2 separate regions of the Gossypium arboreum genome follow, and region 1 is linked to region 2. A link is a contact called in public Hi-C data. All regions are on one chromosome and are shown on one strand. Each heading gives the region's core, a stretch centred on a gene start, on an enhancer-like site or on the middle of the called end of the contact. The rest is flanking DNA. Distances are from core to core; before and after follow the strand shown.

What was found. Hi-C and Micro-C count contacts between places; a contact is called where the count stands out from the background.
Region 1: a Hi-C map of leaf shows a contact between it and region 2, with 2.1 times the contacts expected there. The contact joins the promoter of LOC108461628 here to the promoter of LOC108464145 in region 2. A contact is called at or near these places in 2 of 5 Hi-C or Micro-C datasets (both in leaf).

What each region holds. Positions count from the first base shown.
Region 1 is chr13:112,923,444-112,929,464 of ASM2569848v2, reverse strand. It overlaps LOC108461628 (beta-glucosidase 18-like), which reads right to left and starts at 2,678. Exons shown (of 12, transcript XM_017761528.2): 1 at 2,346-2,678; 2 at 2,195-2,261; 3 at 2,052-2,110; 4 at 1,870-1,945; 5 at 1,721-1,795; 6 at 1,550-1,637; 7 at 1,198-1,450; 8 at 997-1,112. The coding sequence starts at 2,510.
Region 2 is chr13:112,704,338-112,709,843 of ASM2569848v2, reverse strand. LOC108464145 (H/ACA ribonucleoprotein complex non-core subunit NAF1-like) reads right to left here and starts at 2,413. Exons shown (of 3, transcript XM_017764264.2): 1 at 1,381-2,413; 2 at 578-655; 3 at 1-424. The coding sequence starts at 2,235.

The sequences.
Region 1 (6,021 bases), core at 1,429-3,928, 220 kb before region 2:
GGATTTTGATTCAGTTGATTCATGTAGTAGGTCTGAAGTTTGAATCTCATTATCCAAATATCGAAGTAATTGTGTTAAATGCATATACAGAAAGGAATATAGAATATCACCCTCCAAATCCATATTTGATTATATTTACTTTAAACACGCACCTAGTGGCAGAACCAATGGGCTGGAAGTGTCTGGCCTGTCTAAAATGAAAAATTTTTTATTTAGACTTTTTATAATTTATAAAATTTTAAATTAATAATAATAAAATTATACTTTGGCCTTAAAAAATGCTAAAAATTTAATTTAATTTTTTAAAAATTATAAAGATATAAACTATTAAAATAATAAAATTATATTTTTACAATCATAAAAATATACAATTTAATTTTTACTCTCAAAAAAATTTCCTTAGTCCGCCACTACACATTCATGTATCCTAAAATATAAACGTGATTCAAAGTAACACTATGAAGGCTGAAAAGGAAATCTTAAAAGGAAAAGGAAAAAGCTGGCAGAAAGGGTAGGGTCATTATTGTGAGTTTCATAATTCATCCAAGTACCTTCATTTCCATTTGACACTTGTACTGTCATAATGGTTCCAAGATTTTGCATTTACTGTGGTTCACTAATTACATAAACAATCTGTCTTCTTCAAGTCAAGTGGATTCTAATTGGTTTGCTTTGGTTCACAACTTATTTAATGTCAGAATCCATGAGCCCAACCAACAATTAATGACAAAATTTTTTACTGGTTCAGAAGATTTGGTTATCTAGTAAACCAAGGAAATGGTCCAAGATCAAGTGGTCATTGAAAATGACAGCTCATATAACTCGTATGGTTTTATCTGGTTCATCATAAAAGAACGACCGAAACCAATGTTAAGTGCTACCATTAAACATGACCTTGCTGCTTAAATGTTCAATAAAATAAAGAGGAAACATATAAGTGCATTCACCAGGAATTTTCTTCTAGCATTAATAAAGCTTTAGGTTGAGATTACTTACCAGCCTCCTGTAAAAGCCAGAGCCCGATTCACGGCTTGACGATCGGATTCTACATCTCTTAGTGGTTCATACATATGTAAATGCACAACTAATCCTATCGAACCACCTTGTTTTGACTGCAGCAGCATCAAATTTGGGTAAAAAAAGATATCATGAAGCAAGGGTCAAGCTATAAACATATACGGAATCTCGTTCCTTAACCTGAAATCGTTCTCGGTATAGCTTAACAGCCTTGCCATGGGCTAATAACATGTTGTGAACAACTATAAGAGGCTCAATGTCTGCATTGCCAACTGAACAATTTCCGAAAGGTGGAGAACAATGAGCAGGTGGATAAAGTCCCCTAACATATGACATTTCTGCAAACATATTAGGCTCATTGATAGTTGTCCAGTACTTAACTCTATCGCCAAAGCTCTTGAAACAGGTTTCGGCCAAAAGAAGAAAATCATCCCTAAAAAAGAACTGAAAATTAGGCAACTTAACAACATGATTACTTCACAGCAAAAACATTTGGCTAATATGGAACAACTTGAATGACAGGAGAAATTACTGCATTAGTGGACTGAGCCAAGCCCCATATCTATCCTCCAGTTCTTGTGGAAGATCAAAATGGTGTATTGTCAGAAATGGTTCAATTCCTGCTTTTTGGAATTTGCTTAATCACATTACATCATTCTCAAGAATCTCAAGATACAATTTTATCCTAATTTTATCCTCTTACCCCTGAGCAAGAGGTTGTCTATAATTTTGTTATAGAACTTGATTCCACCTGGATTAACTTCACCAAACCTTCCTCCTGTTCCATCATCGAGGGATGTTAGAATTGTTATAATCTAAATCAAGTAAGTTTCTGGGTTTTGGAAGCCATACTAGGTAGAATTCTAGCCCATGAAATCGAAAACCGATATGCATTCACCCCAAGTGATTGTGCAATCTCAGCATCTACCTGGTAAATTATACATAAAACAAAGCAACAATCAAACCTTTTGTTTTATCATATATCTAAAGACTGAAATCAGTAACAAAGAATGAATTTATCAGTGAGACAATACCAAGAACAGATGGTAATCATCATCTGCATCATCTCCATTCTCATTGTTTTTAATGTTTCCTGACAAACATTTGATCAAATAGTTAAGCTTCAAACATGTGTGCTAAATTCCATGATATCTGCAACCTCAAAGTTCCTGTTTACCTGGAATATGAGTGAAAACATCCCAGTTGCTTAGGCCTTTTCCATCTTCAAGATATCCTCCTTCAACCTATACCATGAAAACCAAGAAGTAAAAAAAGACAAACACACTGCTAATAGCCATTGAAGAATATCCAAAGCTTGCTTAGCATGCCTGGTATGAAGAAACAGCTGTACCAAAGAGAAAGTTATCTGGGAATTCAGATCTTCTAACATCTTGGCTTTCGATCTCAAAACCTTCAGCATTAGAAGTAGAAGAAACAAGTAGATATACAACAAAAAAAATCAAAGAGACGTGGATTATGACATTAACAGGCATCTTAGAGAGAAAACAACAACAACAGCAGAAAGCAGAAAGCAGAAACAGAATCTACAGCAAAACTTGGGAATTATTGGTCAATAACCATAAAAGGACAATCACAAATTCGCAAAGTTGCAATTACTGCTAAACAAGTGGCCCATGCGCATAAGCCTTTTATTTGTAGTATATTATTGGTATAGGGTCGGAAGCAGTTCCTGTCCTAATCTAAAAAAATCCAATTTTTCTTATTAAAACAATTCTCTAATTGCTCCTCTATACTAGTATTATTGAAGTTAATTATTCGCTATATTTAATATTTATTTAAATATTTGATTTAAATGAATCAATGGAGTGAAGTAATTAAACTGAAAATCATAAAATTATTTAATCTGGTTTATTTAACTCTATTTGGAACTGGAAATTTCTTGTGTAGAGCCAATCAACGGCTACTCATATTCTTACTTAATTTTGGTGGGTGAAGATTGGAAAGAAAGGGGCAATCTATTAAAAAAGTATGATCATGAAATTGACAATATAATTACTACATTTAGTCTCAATGTCCCAGTTTGGATTAAAAAGATTTTGAGAATCAGTCTGGTTTTGTTTTAGTGTCTCTCCTGATTTTGTAAGTCCAGGGTTAGGTACGATTTGGATACGATAATTTTCTTCTTGGATTTCGAATTATATTTTATATATAAATTAATTATAATCAAATTCATATAATTTATTATTGTTCAATTTAAATTAATTATTATATTAATATCGATATTAACATAAAAATATTTTAAATAACAAAATATATTTTTTTGAATTCAACGAATCGATCAAGGTTTTGAGAAAACAAAATTTCTTATTTTGACACGAACATCTAGTGTCACGGGCCGCGGATTGAAATATGTGACAAATGCACATAGAACATCTCATGGAGGTCTACTGATTACATGAGGCCTATTTGACCCATTTGAACTAACCCGATTTGTGGAACATGTGGAGAAATCCATCTACTTGAACCCTTGGTAATCTAGTGTAATACTTTAGTAAAACTAGAGTTACCATGATGAATATTTGTAATCCTAAGAGATAAGATTGTATAAAGTTAAAATCCCTTAAGACTCATATTGCAGAAAGGCTTTGATCTCGACCGTTGATGTAATTTAAATTGTACTATTGGGTTTTTGGGAGTTCAACTATAAATAGAGGTATTCTCCCTCCTTTGTAATCATTCAGGTGTAATTCTTTAATGTACTAGAAACACTTTAAGAGCATTTACTCAAACTAGGTGTTATTAGTTTTCTTTTGGCTTTTCTGTTCACTTTTTGCTTTTTCGATTGAGAGTTTGCTTTTGCTTTATTTCGGTGCCTCAGAGAATTTTTGTTGAGAACTCTTATCTTTCTAGAGTTAGACTGACTTATGCAGACTTGAAGCTAAGTTTCTACCTAATGTCGTGCGGTTTGCGAGGCTTAAGTTCTAGCCTCATGATAGTTGGTATTTGAGCTAGTGCTCAGTAAGGCATCAATTGAGATGACAAAATGAGTAGATGAGCATGTTGAGTAGAGGGATATGTTGTTAGCTTTTGAAGGTCTGGAGACCAATCTTAAGGAATCCTTAGGTGATATCAAGGAAACACTAGAGGTAGTTGAGGGACCACCATAGAGTTAGACTCAATGAAATAGTAGCTCAAGGAATTGATGGTGGAGATTTTCGGTTCCAATGTGGAAGCAATGCAAGGGGTGCTCAATTCCACTATGGATAAGTTGACAATAAGGGACGATGCTCTCGAGACTATGATGTCTACTTTGAAAGAACGAATTGAGGAGTGATCAGCCACAAATTGATATAAAAAATTAGGCTTTCCCGGTATACTTAAAAAGCTTATTTGTAACACCCTTCACCCGTATTCAATGCCAGAATAGGGTTATGGAGCATTACCAAACATATTGTACAATAACACATGCATTTCACATACATTTACAAATTTAGTATATATTCATCAATCAACAACATTCACATTGTCCCTAAAATGAGCCTATAAGGCCCTAAACATACATTCAGGTGATTCGAGACTAAACCGAGAACTCAGGAAATTTTTAAAACACTTAGAAATTCTTTGCCAAAAATAGGGAAGACATGCCCGTGTGGCCCAGCCGTGTCTCTCACACGACAAAAGACATGCCCGTGTCGTAGGCCGTATGGACATTCGAAATGAGAGCACATGGTCGTGTCCCAGCCCATGTCCTACCCTGTGTAACTCTCTGACTTGCGTCACACAGCCAACACACATGCCCGTGTGGCTAGCTTGTGTGCCCTAAAAATGTCCATATACACCCGTGTGCCAGGCTGTGTGCTAGGCCGTGTCAAACCTGTAGGGCTTACTAACTTAGGCCACACGGCCAAGTCACACGCCCGTGTGTAAGACCGTGTGGAGCATACTAATTTGGTTTTCAATTCAACACCAAGGGACACACGACCATACAACATAACCGTGTGTCACACAAGGCTAAGACACGCTCCCTTGTCTCTACCCGTGTGGCCATTTTGCCACCCAAATTTCATGTACCTACACCAAACTCAAATGGCACAAAATATAGCATATATAAGCATTTATACCAACTCAATCAAGCCTAATTCATGCTAACTCAAAATCATTATCCAAAAAACACTCAAGTCACAAAATAGGCCAATCCATTTATACCAAATTCACCTATACATATCAACTAATTAAACAATTTCAAACATGCATCATTTGGCTTAAAATTTACATATATATATATATATATATATATATATATATATATATATATATCTTCTCTAATATCATCCACAATACCTATTATCAATAACCATCACAAAGCCAACCTCAATCACATGAAATAAACCATATGCACACATACATTTATATACAACCAAACCAACCAAATTAAGCCAACTTTCATGACTATATATACAAACCAAACCATAGACATTTACAAGCCAAACCAAATGGCTAAATTCATTATCAACTTATATACCAAAGTGACTAAAGTTCCTATACATGCCATATATTCCAAAACATAGATTCAAAAGTACCAAAATAATAGCTTGATAGTGTGATGAAGTCTCTGACGATCATCGAATCCAAGCTAGCTTTGAAATCACTATAAAACATGAAAAATAAACAAAGTAAGCTTATAGCATAGTAAGCTCGTATGAAAATAATAAGCAATACTTGTCACTTATTAACTATTCAAATTATAAATATAACATGCTACAAAACATTTAACCACAATGTTATTATGTTTTCAATCAACTAACTAACCATGTATTCACAACTTTCATATATCCGATGCTTATATAGTTTTCCGTACATACCTGTATCGATGCGTATCTATTTCTCACATTTCACATCTTCAACATACCTGTTGAATTGTTTAAATATCGATGGATATTCTTGTTTCAGATAAATTCTAATAATAACCATAAGTATTTCAATATTAATTTCATATGTCACTTACCAAGTCTTTCCGAATCGAAGAACGGCTTACATATATGA
Region 2 (5,506 bases), core at 1,164-3,663:
TACTCTTATTTTTCTTTTTATTGCTTTTCCGGTTTCCCACTCTCTGGTCATTCATGGCTCTCTTTGTCATTTTTTGCATCCTCCTGTACTCGGCCTCCTTTTCATCATCTGAAAACTCAGCATCATCTGATAACTCCTCATCATTCTCACCGGATGCATCATATCCTTTCTTGTGAAGATTCTTTTCATTGAGAACATGATTAGCAAATTCAGGGACAAAAGAGATAGAAGTGCCTTCATGGATCCCAGCAGGGACTTCACTCTCAGAATTATATCGTACGACATAATATGGGTTCTTTACAGGTCCAAAGATTTCATCCACAAATCCCAATGGAGATCTGTCTGCAGTAATCCAAAGAATCGAACCTTCATTCAGAGGATTGTGCTGCTCTCTTCCTTCAACAATAACTTTGGTACTAATCACCTGTAGTAATGAAAGGAACATCATTAGACAAACCTCGTGATTAAAGATCACCAAGCTCTGAGAACATAGCTATGTGATTGTTTAACAAAATTCAAATAAAAATTTAAGGTTTGGCCTTTGTTATTTGCAACAGAGGTTCCAACTTGCCCTTACCGACAAAACAACTCCAACAGGCAGCATCTGATGATGGGGTTGCAGTTCAACATCCAGTGGTGGAACTTGGGGAAGAACCTACCAAATTTAACAGCATTTATTATGCACTACTTTAATCATATAGTTCAGAACTAAAGAGTGCATGAGAGAGAATTCTAGATATAGGTTTCTGCGGTTGACAAGAGAGGATTAGAGTGCGATGAAACGCCTGATCTCTATCAAGCAAGAATCAGAGTGCAATAAAGTCTAATGGTCATGAGCTTGGATGGGTTAAAAATATACAGCCAAAGTTAGCCAAATAGGGCTCCAATTGCAAACAAGGTTAATATAAGATTACCACATCAAAGTACATGGATGCAAAGATCCACTACGAGCCAGACTCAATTAAATTGAAGAGATATGACATGGTTTCATCATGTGGAACTTAATCCGCAATCTCAGCAGAGCAAAAAACAATAACTTCCATCCAAAAGCATGTCAAAACATCTTTGAACAAGCAAAAGTTCAGTACAGAATGATTTTATCTCTTATTATAGACTACTCCAATAAACAACAGAAAGAAACACGTTACAGCTTGACTTGGAAATATTAGACATAAAAAGCACACAAACATGATACAAATACACATGAATATCTCAAAATCAATATAACAAATACTAAAATATAAAAAATCATATAAAGATAAGATACCACGATTATGATCTAACAAAGTACACAAACATGACATGAATACACAACAATAAGGAATATAATAGAAGCACAAAAGGAACTTCTAAAAGATATAACCAAAGCTACAATTTTACCTCAACTTCATTCTTAGACTTGATGGGACCTCTCAAAGCACCAGCATCTTCCTCCTCATCATCTACCTCATCAAGTTCAATATCTAACGCACTAAGGATTTCATCTGTTCCGTCCTCTTCATCATCATCCTCCTCCTCCTCCTCGTCATCATCATCACTGTCAGTTCCATCAACGGCCACCTCTTCATTAATACCTATTATCTCACCTTCTTCAAGTTCATCTGCACCATCCATATTTTTAGCCTCCCCCTTCACTTTTTCTTTATCCTCTTCCTCTTCGTCTTCGCCCTCCTCCTCCTCATCCTCGTCATTATCATCATCACTGCTACTACTAGAAGATGATGAAGAAGAAGAACATTCACTGTCAGACTCTGAACTACTACTTCCACTCTCTAATCCGTCAACCAAACTAACGTTTCCAATCACTTCTTCAATAGGTAAACTCAGATTCCCTTCTGGTTTTGACTCTTCTTCCACCTTCACCATACAGCCTGACTCACCTCTAACCGGCTCAGACCCACAAACAATTGGCTTGAGCCCATCAAAATCTTCTGCTTTTGATTCCTCAATAGATAAATTCAGATTGCTTTCTGGTTTTGACGTATCTTCTTCTACCTTCACTGCACGGCCCGGCTCACCTTCAACCAGCGCAGACCCATGAACAATTGGTTTGAACCCATCAAAATCTGACTCAGACCCATTAAAGCCAAGCTCGCTTACATGGGTTTTGTCAAATTTATCTTCTTTACCAATCTCCATACTGTTATCAATATCGGCAAATACACTCTCTTCTAACTCAATCCTATCTAAATCTGGGAAACCTTCAAACCACTCCTTTAAATTATCGCTGAACATTAAAATAAAATTAAAGAGAGAACGCCCCAAATACTTTATTTTTCTGCTATTCTAATGGAAATAGAGAAAACGGAAGAATGATAATAGGAAAGAAAATGAGTGGCAGAGTTAGGGTTTTACATAAGGGTTTAGAAGACGCATAGACGTACACGCATATTCCACCGAAACGACGTTGTTTAATGCAGGGGATTTTAGAAAGAAAATGTTTAAGTTTGTCAAACCTACTCTTAATAAATTTAAAATTTAGTCTTTATACTTTAATTTTAAAATATTAAATTTTTAAATTTTTATTTAAAATCTTAGTCTCTCTATCTAATTTTTTCGTTAGTAGCTGTTATAAAAGATAAAATAATATCTTTATCTTTCAATGTTTATAGTTTTTGTCAATTTGATCATTATCTTTTAAAGTAAATAAAAATTTAAAATTAATATTTTCCATATTTTAAATAAAAATATAAGAATTAAAAAATATATTTTAAAAACTAAAATTATGAAAATATAAAATATTTAAAATTAAAAAATAAAAGTTATTTTAAATATATACAAATCCCAAAATTCAATGTGACCTAAATCGGAATGGACTAGTTAGATTAAGAATTGATTGGGATATCGGTCTAGTGAGAGATAAAAAATCGATTGATCTATCAATATGGACTAGTTGAATCGACAATTGAACTGATTTTTATCAATTTTTAATATTTTTATTTTTAATATTTTATTTACTTTAAACTGATTAGACTGTTAGTTTCAAAAACATTGCCAAGTTTCAAAAAAAATTTACTTGCTTAGTCTGGTTGGGTTACACAAACCATGAATACCTCTTATTACTATTCAAGTAGTAAATAACATTTTTTTTTTGAAATTTTGGCAATATTTTTGGAACCAGAAATAGCAGTTGAACTGGTCAAACCAATCGGTTCTCAGTTCAAACGGTTTGATTAGTTCAAAATAAATAAATTATTAAAAAATTAAAAATAAAAATATTAAAAACTATAAAAAATTGGTTCAACGATAGATTCAACCAGAATTCGATTCAAACCAATTTGTGTCAGTTCATGGTTTTTATCTCTCACTAGATCGATATCTTAGTCAATTATGGGCCAACTAGTTTGACCGAACGGTTTGGTCTAGTTTACACAACATTCAATTTTGAATTTTTTAAATATTTAAATTTATTTTTGAATTTTAAATAAATTTTATTTCTTTCATAATTTTAGATTTATTTTAATATATATAGTTTTTATGTTTTTATCTAAAATATGGAAAAGTTATTTTTAAAATTTTAAATATTTTTTTCCATATTGACAAAATATGGAAAAATAATAACTTTTAAAGGGTAAGGACTAAATTAACAAAAAAATTGTAAATATTAAGGGCTAAAAATGCTATTTGATCTTTTTATAACAACCACTAACGGAAAAATTAGACAAAGGGATCAAGATTTTCAAATAAAAAGTCATAAAGATTCAATTTCTTAAAATTAAAATATAGAAATTAAGTTTTAAATTTCAAAAATAGTACAAAGAACTTTGACATATTTAAAACAAAGATATATTCCTTCGAAACAAAGTTGTTTAGTATAGTAGATTAAAAAAAAAGAATAGTGTAAACTATACAAATGATTTATATTACATCTTAAAAGTTACAATATGATCACTCATGTTATTGGTTTATTACATTTTGATCACTGAGCAGTTAAATGCTATTAACAATGGAACTATAAGTCGTGGGTGGCACTATATATTATTATTTCTGATAATACTCTAGAACGACATATTTTTATGTGTTAATTGTATGTTTATTTTGAGTATGACCCTACTAATTTGAGCTATTTATGGTCTTTTATTTTTCAGGCACCAAAATGGAGGCAAAAGGAAATTTAAGGGCAAAAAGTGCAAACTTGAAGAAATGGGCCAACATGCGACATAAGGAAAAAGGTGGTGCCAAAAATGCAAGTATGGAAGACATAAGGGCAAAAGTGCAAAAGAAGAGATTTTATAGCACAAGACTCTATTTAATGTTTAATTATATTAGGATAATTATTAAGGATAATTATTTAGATTTAATTTTAGGATTTATTTTCATTTATCTTTAATTATCTTTATTTATTTGTATTTATTTTTTAGAATTTAATTAGGAATAGGCTAGGTTTCTTAGGACTATAAATAGGGGATGAAGTGACACAAATTTCGTCCATCTTCTTCTGTAAACATTCTCTCCCCCCATAAGTTTAGCCTTTTTGTTCTTTCCATATTTTTCCAATAAAAATTCCATTTTCAGTATATTTTTTCCCCAAAAATCATGAGTCACTAAATCTATCTAGCTGAAGGTTGTCAAAATTCACCAAAAAGGGTTCTTGAGGCTTAGAATCCGTACTTAGCCTTCTCGACGAATATTCATCGCTTCTCCGCATTACGGGGTTGACGCTTCCGTCCATGTCCTTTAAAAGGTGATCTTTTCAACGTGTGCAAAGGTGGCTGCTTTGTAAGTCTTGGGAAGGTTGCACAGTCGGTTCGTTAGCTTACTGCGTCAGAGGTTGGTGAGCCCAAGAGATAAAATGGCGTGGGATTTGCCATTGAGAAGTGATGATCTAGCATAAGATGATCCCACAGAAGTGATTGTTGGCTAGAGTCAGGTTAAGTCTAAATTCTTGGAGCTGGTGGTTGTAGGCGTCCTCTTCCACTATAACTGGCTTATTCTGTTTAAGAAGGATCACTTAAAAGCTTAGGATTGAACCCAAGGTAGATTGAGACAATCGAAGGCTGGAATCTCTCTATAAAAACACATTTTCTTGAACTCTATTTATTTCTATTATTTTAATTTTAATTTTTGAAATTTCAATCAAAATTTTTAATTTTCTTTTTATTTTATTTTTCCAGATAAAAACTTTTAATTCTGTTTTTTTTAATTTTTTTCAGGTACGCAGGTTTTCTTGGGCATGATTCTGATCAGCATTTCGAGGAACAAGCGATTGTGCAAATCCAGTCCCTGAGGATTTGACCCTACTTCCCTTATACAATTATTTTTTATTTTTAATATTTTATAGGGATAGAATATTTTTGGTGCTCTCAGCGATCGAATCAAATTTTGGCACTGTTGTCAGGGATCGATAACGTACTAATCTTGTTCTTTGTTTCTTATGACTAGATCTGCTCCAGGTACTCTTGCGTTTGATTCGAAAATAGAGAATACTGCGAGAGTCAATCGCAAGGAAACAAAGTTACGAAAAAAGCAGTCAGGAGTGGTCCGGACTCAGAGTAACCCACCATCA